Linked DNA regions of Zea mays: all the other regions are linked to region 2. Evidence: chromatin contacts called from public Hi-C data. All regions are on one chromosome and are shown on one strand. Each heading gives the region's core, a stretch centred on a gene start, on an enhancer-like site or on the middle of the called end of the contact. The rest is flanking DNA. Distances are from core to core; before and after follow the strand shown.

Evidence for each region. Hi-C and Micro-C count contacts between places; a contact is called where the count stands out from the background.
Region 1: a contact with region 2 is called in a Hi-C map of leaf, with 7 times the contacts expected there. The contact joins the promoter of LOC100276014 here to the promoter of LOC103639563 in region 2. A contact is called at or near these places in 12 of 25 Hi-C or Micro-C datasets (bundle sheath, ear, endosperm and 4 more).
Region 3: a contact with region 2 is called in a Hi-C map of endosperm, with 4 times the contacts expected there. The contact joins the promoter of LOC103639593 here to the promoter of LOC103639563 in region 2. A contact is called at or near these places in 5 of 25 Hi-C or Micro-C datasets (bundle sheath, ear, endosperm and 2 more).

The regions. Positions count from the first base shown.
Region 1 is chr1:153,060,045-153,062,878 of Zm-B73-REFERENCE-NAM-5.0, reverse strand. It overlaps LOC100276014, which reads left to right and starts at 1,293. Exons shown (of 6, transcript XM_035964112.1): 1 at 1,293-1,560; 2 at 1,644-1,753; 3 at 2,572-2,648. The coding sequence starts at 2,595. It also overlaps the pseudogene LOC103644966.
Region 2 is chr1:153,294,050-153,297,304 of Zm-B73-REFERENCE-NAM-5.0, reverse strand. It overlaps LOC103639563 (protein MODIFIER OF SNC1 1), which reads right to left and starts at 1,596. Exons shown (of 9, transcript XR_559530.3): 1 at 1,069-1,596.
Region 3 is chr1:153,457,650-153,460,838 of Zm-B73-REFERENCE-NAM-5.0, reverse strand. LOC103639593 (VAN3-binding protein) reads right to left here and starts at 1,846. Exons shown (of 7, transcript XM_008662325.4): 1 at 1,438-1,846; 2 at 802-912. The coding sequence starts at 1,737.

The DNA of each region.
Region 1 (2,834 bases), core at 44-2,543, 230 kb after region 2:
AACATCCTTTGTCTTCGTTGCTTAATCATTGACTGAACTACTAAACAATTCATAGTCAGAGAATGTTTTATGTTTATTCTTCACCACCATCAACCTTGGTTGATCACCATAGCCCTGTGTTTATCTCATTTATTATATTTCATATGTAATTTAGTATTTACAGGGGACAAATTAATATAAATATTGTGTAATTAACTGTAAATGCTCATTTTGTGCATTCTAATATATTCTTAATGATTCCTTTCTAGGTACTTGTTCTAAATGGTTCCTATCATGGTGATACTCTGGGTGTTATGGAAGCTCAAGCTCCATCGTCTTATACATCTTTTTCTTCAGTAGCCATGGTAATGAATTTGAATACTGTAGTTACTATAATCAATGTTTTTTTGACTTCTCTACTCTTTTAGTCATCTTTTCTATTACTTCATTGTGTTGATTGTGTTGGTGTTTATACTCTTCTTCAGTGGTTCTCTGTGCCAACTGCGGTCTTTTTTGTACCAGCCTTCTCTTTGGTAGCCTAATAGGATTTTCTTTCTACTTTTTGTGGAGAATTTAGTAAGACTTGGCTGCACTCTTTTTTACAACCACCTATCTTACTCTTGGTTATCATATCAGTAAGTAAAGTTGAGATCAATATCATGAGGCTTCTTTTATAGATATTCAGGTTAGGTACTTTTTAGATCCTCCAAGCTCCAACTGTATATATTAAACGTGACGTCTACAATATTTCTTTGCCCCTATTCCCGAAGAAGAAGCCTATGCCGTCGCACCACGCCCCAATCTTCGCTCCGGCCATGGCCCTCACCATGCCTGCACACGACCCCGAAGACGAGAGGTACATATTATTTATAAGACTTCATCTAATTAAATGGTGTAGTTGTGTGGTTGAAATGCCCCGCAATCTTTTTAGAGATAATTTTATTGATTTGTCTGTGTTCATCAAAATCATACTGTCTGACTATTTTACCATTTCGTCTTGTGCTAATTGGCATTGGTACCTTAAGACATTGCTTTGTTATTGACTTTCTATCAACATGTCATTTTCTCCTCACATCCAAGATTCAAGCCACAGATGAATCCGGCAAGCAAGTATGGAGCGCAGTTAGAATCAAGAACATCAACAATTCCCAACCTTTAAGGTTACAACTAATTGTCTCTATAAAATTCTAGAGGCACCATAATATTGATTAACAACATAACATGGTCACATATGTAATTATTGCACTATTTTTTCTCGTTGCAACGTACGGTATTTACCTAGTTCTATTATAATACTCGTAGGTCCACGTTCAGAGGCGGATCTGCGCGGCCCAGTTACTACAGCGAATAGGCGGCCCATCAGGTCACGTTCCGTCCCGACGTAGAGTCGCCAGTCCTCCCACAATCTCCAGCCGCCACTACGCCTCCCTCTAGCTCCAGCCGCCACTACGCCGGTCGCAGAGTCGCCAGCTGCCTAGACGCCCGGAGGCCCGCGGGCGCTCCCTCCTGGGCTGCTGGCCTCCTTCACATTATTGGAGCCAGAGGAGCGGGCGGCGGCTTGCACTCCATCCCATCGCTTGGGTGCGTCGCCCCGAATCCAATCGCCTGGTCAAGTCTGTTGCTGCCGGAGGTAGACGGACGCCTTATCGTGCTCGTGGCCGCAGCTAGCGCGCCGGAGCCACAGCTGGAGCGCTCGCCGGCGACGAGTCGCCGCCCCGCAAGGAGCCTACGCAGGCACGCACCGCCACGTCTAGGCGCCAGGCGGAGACGGTAGGTAGCTAGCTTGCTTTCCTCGCTTCCTCTTGCTGCGTGCTGAAGTATTGATCTGCTGACTACTGTTGTCTGTTGATATTTGGAAGATGTGGACATGGGGATTGGTAGATTGGAGACAACAGGCGACTTAATGTGCAAGATAAATTTGCTTGCAGCTTTTTTATTTTATTTTAATATTTATTATTAATTATGTATTTTAAAAAATATAAAACGTATCTACATATCGGAAATGTTTAGAAAAATGCCGTATCCGTGCTGCATAGTTGGGCGAGCCGGTCGGACCAACGAGGTCCCGTTCTGCGTTGGGGGTTGGGGGGACTCTGTTGTGCTTTTGATGCACAGCTCTCCTGCATACTTGAGATTTTCCTTTTTTTTGTTCAATAGTCATGCTAGCTGCTTATTTTTGGTTCAGTAGTTGCCTGACTTGATGAGGCCTAGGTGACTTCATGGATGTTGAGATGTTGCAATTTACTTGCATTCATCAATAGAGCGGCACAGAAGGCCCATGTGTTGGTTGGATGGGTCCTCTGCTATCTCTTGGAACTATCATATTTTGGGCCTAGTTCTTTCAATTTGTTGATAAATAAGTTTTATTTGTACGTCAACTGGTGAGTTTTATATTCTTTCCTGTCATCTTCTTGTAATATGTTTTACCACTTCCTGCAAAAAAAACATGTATTTTTACCGCTTTACTGGCGCAATTTAAACATCATTGCACTGAAGTTTTCTGGCCACATTTTATTATTATGTTGGTATCTTGTTCTAATCTATTGTCTATGTGCATATTATTGATGAAAGCGATTTCTTATACCTTTTCAGTTATTACCACAACATTAAAGGAGATGCCTTCACTCCAGAAAGCATTGCCTCCAGAACTTGCTGATAATGTGCTCAGGGTAACGTTTCTTTTGCACCTTTTGCTTTTTGCTGTGGTCTCCTTGTATTATGGGTCACGGCCAACTTTCAAATCAACTTGTACTGTTGTACTGTTAATGAATAGTCAGTCATCAGGCTTCATTCATTTGCATCAGTTACCCTAAATTCTAGCTTCAGCTTTTCCAGAAGACACATCTAATATGCAC
Region 2 (3,255 bases), core at 347-2,846:
TTTACCCCAATGAGAAGAGTTATATATTCTAAAGTACTCCTTCTTCCAAATTATAAGTCGCTTTGAATTTTCTGGTACATTGAATTTACTATGTATATATACATAACGTATATTTAGATACATAGCAAATTCGATGCGCCAGAAAAAAGTCAAAGTGCCTTCTAATCTGGAACGGAGGGAGTAGTTTTCACAATGAATCTACTAGTTTCAATCTTGTGTTCAAAATGTTGACACCAATGGTCAAGATAAGAATAAAGTTTAACATGACAAACCTACAATAACTTATATTTGTGATAAGAGATTAGTACAAATAGAGCATCACAGCTTTTTACTAAGCACACCATAAAACCACAAATAGATCCCAAAAAAAGTTAAGCAAAAAAACAGAAGGCTTGATTGAAAGATGGAAAAGGGTAAGCAAGCTATCAAGACAGGAGGACCATGTGCACAAAACCATAAGCATAAATCCAGAATTTCAGAACGAACTCACAGCAAGAGCATAAAATCACTACATCCTTCATCGACCTCTGTCCACACAAGTTGGATTACCGGACAAATCCAATGGCCAAACTGACAAAATCTTCATATAATTGTCACCAATAAAACACTTTGGTTCCAGCATGATGACACAAGTGCCACGCCAGCTGGACTTTGTAGCTCCATTAAGCCGATTGGCCAATCAGCAGCTCAATATCAAACCCCACCATCCAAAAGCTGGAATAATGGGTATTTTGGCACTTAAAACATTGACTCCTTGTTATAAATGCAACTGTATCTATGAATTGTGGGTCTAGCTGAGTCTATAGAATGTGGTCCTGATGACAATTTTGTGAACCCCTTTTGTTGTAATGGCAAATATCCAATTAGCATCTATACCTCCAAAATAAATTGACAGAGGCTGCTGCTCCCACAACCTCACTACACCAAATAGATACTAATTTTCTAGTTTTTTAAAGAAAAAAACACAGGTATCAATGCACAGGCACTACACGATCAAACCAGAATTGCGAATGGAAAATTTAAGAAAATAATTGTAACGTGTGGGAGCGTGGGATGGAGACCACGAACCTCCTGTCCGTGGTGAGCAGACTCGAGGCCATGGCCCCTCTTCCCCGCGAAGAAACTCCCCCGGAAAACGCCTCTCTAATTCCCCGGTGATAAATCGAGCGGGGTCAACTGCGTAGCGCGACCGAGGCCGCGGAAGATCGAGATCTCTGGTGCTGCCTCCAAGGGGGCGCGGGGAGACAGGGGAACGCCGAAACCCTAGGGGTCGAACGGAGAAAGCGATCAGCGCGGGAAGCGGTCCGCTCGGATCAGCGGCGCACAACGCGAACGCGGATGCCGCGGGGCAGGAAGGGGTAAACGGCTCCTCGTCGCGCTGCCGTCCGGCGAACGGCGGCGGGGGAGGAGGATGACAGGTGGGGCCCCCTCGTCGGAGTCGGCGGCGGAATGCCGAGGCGACGGGGGAACGGGGAAGAGAGAAGGTTGGAGAGGGCCAGAGGCCAGAGGGGTTCGTGAGAGCGAAAATAATAAAAAGGGTCAGAGAGGACGGACGCGTGGCATGGCGTGAATGGACGCGGGGACGGGAGCCCGTGCGCTCTCCTGCACTGGCGGTGGCGGAACAGGAGCGGAGGGAGATTCGTAGATGGTAGAGACTGGCGGTGGGTACCCGTAGATGATTTTTTTCAAATTTTTTGAATTTAGAACGAATTTGAAAAAAAAACCGGTGGTTAACAAAAACCGCACTCCGTCGGTTTTTATCGGTTTTGTAAACCTTGGACACTAGACAGGTGAATTGAGGGCTTGACTGCTTGAGGGTCTATGTGGAAGTAAAATATTTTTTTATTTTTAGGTACTATGGTTAGTAATAGTATTTTATATCATAAAGTGTTTGGTTGGTATTTGGTTGTGATTCTAAAAATTTTCAAAATCATGGTATTTTGAAAAAGGTCACTTGCGTTGTCCTTCAGGGGCGATACGGGCGGAAACTCATGTCGTGTCGCCCGTAATCGTCGCCCTTCTCCACCACTTCGTCGTCGTCTGAGCACACGGCTGGGAGACCCGTGTCGATGCTAGGAAGGCGGCAGCGGGGCTCAATTCAGCCTCTCATGTCTAGAGATGTCAATGGGGTATTCCCCACAGGGTTATAGCATCCCAGACTCATCCCATCATATCTGATCCATCCCCATACACATCATCATACCCATCATGGGTGCAAAACTCATCTCCATTCGGGTTTCGGGTCCCCAATGGGTCCACATCCCCAATTAAAGGATAACTAGGTACTAACAGCTAGTACAAACTATCCAGATTTCATACATCACCACATCGGCAAGCACTCATCCATGAACCATGATCCATTCATCCATCCATAAAAAAACTGTACTTCAGGACCAATAGAAGAAATGGAGAAATAGAGTCTCCTTACCTTCCTTGGTCACCATCCGAGTTCGTTGGCGTCTGAGAATCCATGGTCGTTACCGTCGTCCTAGTCTCCTAGCAGTCGGCGTAGTGTATGGCTGGTTATTTTAGGATTTCGTTTTTTGCTATTCTGCTAGTTGCCTTGTTAGGCTAGGACCTGGTGTTTGGTGCGCTGCCGTGCTGGGTTTGGTGGCCGGCTCGACCTCAACTCATTCATACAAACAGGACAGGTGTACACATATGAAATATCCATGGGTAATCAGGTTCGGATTATTGCTTCCCAAACCCATACCCGTTTACCCAATGGGTGGAGATTTTGTCCCATATCCATACCCATGGGGACATTTTTTGTCCCATACTCGTACCCTAATAGGGGAATTCCCCACGGGTTAGCCAGTATCGGGTCCCCATTGACATATCTACTCATGTCCCTTCTCCCCTCCACCTCCCTTTACCTTCAAGCTCTAGTCGATAATCGCCCCGTTGCTAGAGCCTCGCCGACGGCAAGATCAGACGCCCCTAAGATGGATCTGGGCCGCCCGAGGGTGGATCTAGCATGCCGTCGCAGTTCCGGTATACCCTTGGCCATCGGCTGTAGTTGTTGCGGTCCTCACCCTGGCAGCGCGTGGGCCGCGGCGCGCCCCTCTACTCGCCCCGGCCATAGCGGGGTGGTGGAGATGGTGATCATACTGCTGACCACGTTCGTCGTGTGTGTCATGTACGTTGTCGGCCTCAACGCATTGGTTCAGATCTATAGTTGAGTCTAGGCCCTACTACTCCCCTCCGCCCCACACCTTTTCCTCCGCTCAGTCCCCCGCTACCGCCTTCCAGTGG
Region 3 (3,189 bases), core at 597-3,096, 160 kb before region 2:
AGCATCTTCAACAATAGCTCAAACTGAAAATATAGAGTGCTCTAGTACAAAAAGAAATTACTCCACAATGACTTATTTGATAAAACTTGATTAAAAAATTATAGGGCACTTTTTTAAGTGCATTAAATATACTTCACCATAGTGCGCTGCCCTATAGTTTAGATTTGAAGCTTTATCGTTGGAGAGTAGAATATTTTGTTGATTTTCTCAATCTATAAAATATATATTTATTTTAATATTATAGGACATTTATATAGTTGACGTGGCTGGATATGCTCTCTGAGTTTGCTAAGGGAGTCTATGCCATGCTAATGATCCTTCCTGAGTTTACTAACCCTGTCTTCGACTCAAGGACAAGGTTCTTGCACAAATGCACAGCCCAAGTAGCAAACAAACGAGTACTGCTACTACTATGTTTACTAAGGCAGGCAGGCAGGCTGACAGAGCATCAAACAGAGGGAGCAGCGGCCAGATGAGCAGCTCTTACGGACAGCGTGGTTGAGAAAGCCAGGAAGCAGCAGTCAGACAGACAGGTACAGGCATGCAGACTGATGTGCAGCATCGATCTCAGAAAAATTACTAAAACAAAAGAAAAGATGCAGGCATGCACCATATCTTCTAAGCCCAGCTGACCAGGCTAGAGCAGAGATTGGAGTACCAAATAAAAAGCGCACGGCAGTTAATTAATTAATTAATTAATTAATTAATTAATAATAAAATAAGCAGAATTTGTTCTGATTAAACTGAAAGAAACACGTCCATCCAGGTTCTAAACGTCCGAGAATGTTAGAAGAGGGAGACCTTGGTGTCGTCGATCTCCGGCGAGACGGGCGGGCTGTCGGAGAGCGACCCGCCGCAGTTGAGAGGCCCGCTGCTGTGGGAGAGCCGGCCGGAGGTCAGCGGCGCCACCTCCTGTGTCCAGCCAAGCCAAGCCAAGCAAGGAAATCAAATCAGTGAGCCTCAAACTCAGTGCCGCGGCCGTTGCTGGAACCAAAAAAAAAACAAAGATCGAGCGCGCGGCGCGCCACTGGAGGAGTAGGAGTGTAGGACATGAGTATCACACTTCACACGTTTGTCGGTTTTGTTTTTTTTTGGTGCAGGAGGAGAAAGGGAAAAACGGCGAGTTTTTTTTTTTTGTCTGGTTCTTGTTGTCCTCACCTGACTCTGACTCCTCTAGGAGTAGAGGCAGAGTCAGAGGCATCTGATGGTGGCATAGATTAGATTAGGTTAAACAGAGGCGGCGACGGCGGCGGCATAGCAATCGGCATGAAGAACAGACGGAGAAGACGGGAAATCGGCAGGAAAAAAATCTAAGGAGAAGCCTGGCTGACTCGGATTTGTTTTCTGTTTGTAAGAAAGACCGGATTTTTTTCTCCGTTTTTTATTATTATGAGAATGGATGAGGAAAAAAGTGGCGAAGGAGGCACACGCACGTACCACCGACGTCGGCGCCATGATCCGGTCCAAGACGAGCTGCGAGGTGGCGGCGGACGCGAAGGAGAAGGAGGACCCGGAGGCGGCGTCGAGCTCCCCGGCGACGTCCTCGGCGATGGCGGCCCCGGAGGCCAGCGCGGGCGCGAGCGCACGGGAGACGTCGTCGGCCGCGGACGACGACACGCTCCAGGAGCGGGACAGGAACTCCAGCGGGTCCCGCGGCGGCTCCGGCGGGCGGAGCGGGAGGTCCCCGTCGCCGCCGCCGCCCGGCCTCCTGGCCCTGGCGGCGCCCGCGTCGGTCATGGTGGGAGCCTGGACGGTTGCTTGCTCCGCGTGCGCGCGGTCGTGTCGCGCGTGGGGCTTACAGCGCGCGGGGGCTGTGGTGGCGAGTGGCGAGTGGCGAGGGGGAGCGGAGGTTGCTTTTGGGAAGCGGGGGGTGCGTTTTATAGTGAGAGTGTGAGACCGTGAGTGTGGTCTGTTGAGACTTGAGTGAGACCGCGAGTGGCGACTAGGCCAGCTTTACTTGTCCTTGTCTTGGCTTATTACACTTGAGTTGGGTGATGTCAGATGAACGAACGGGCGGATGATCCAAAAGTCCGGGTCGTTGATCAGCTTAGCGTCTCTCTGTTTTTAGGAAGTTTGTTGGGCTATTAATTAAAATAAAGGTGCTGGGAACGAAGGGAAGTCATTGTTGGTTGGGCTTTGTATTAGGATCAATGATCATTCTCTTATCCATGCTGATACAAGAATGGATGGTCGCGCTGGAGTATATGCATTACCCGTGTACAGGTGAAGGTAATATTAATTTAGATAATATATTAGGTATATATTTGTGCGTTGCAATAGATTGCAATAGAGGACGCATAGGTCATTGTTTAATGATGCTATCAAATATCAACTCAATAATCATAACAATTGTCAAAGTCTACCATTTCGAACAACCAAAATTTGGTTCAATGCCACTATTAAAATTCGACTCCTTTCCTACATCGCTCCAGACGATCCAACTCTAGGTTGGATGGTCCGTGATGGTGCAGGGTCGCCTTCCTCCTCACAGGAACTTAGATCTCGTCTACCGAAGAGAGAACTTTAGGTGCTCTAGGTCGATAGGTCACCCGAGACGTCCCTAAACGATGTAGAGTCGTCTAAGAATTAAAAAAATCAAGTCAAGGAAGAGATCTTGAGTGAAATGGCAAGATACTAGGATCATCTTGGGGTCGGCAGGCCACCCACGACGGATTTAGACGATGTAGAGTCAAATATGGGTGGAGGTGGATATGCGGAAAGCTACAACTAGAACACGCTACACCTACTCCTAGGGCATGTTTGTTAATGAAAGGTAGATAAAGTAAATTGGTTCGATTGAAATGTGTTTGGTAGTTCTCAATCGGTCGTACCCCTTTATATTTATAGTGGAGGAGGTCTAGACCTATTCTTAGGCTAGATCCAACAGATTCTCATGGATAGGTTAGGATAACCACACATGTGATAAGTACTCTCGCCCGTGCTAATCTGGTCGCGGGTGCACGGACCGTTCGAGCCATAGGGCACCAACCATCCGTGCCAGGTGCCAGATATGGTGCTCAACAATATATTATTGGTCAAAGTAAAAATAGTTTGACTTAGGACAAACTCAAAACGACTAAATTATGTGGATTGAGTTGCTATGAATTAACTTCTTCGACGCACTGGCCCACCACAACGACTGTCTCCTATCCTTGACTCATCACCTTGAATTGCTGACGACTGAAGTAA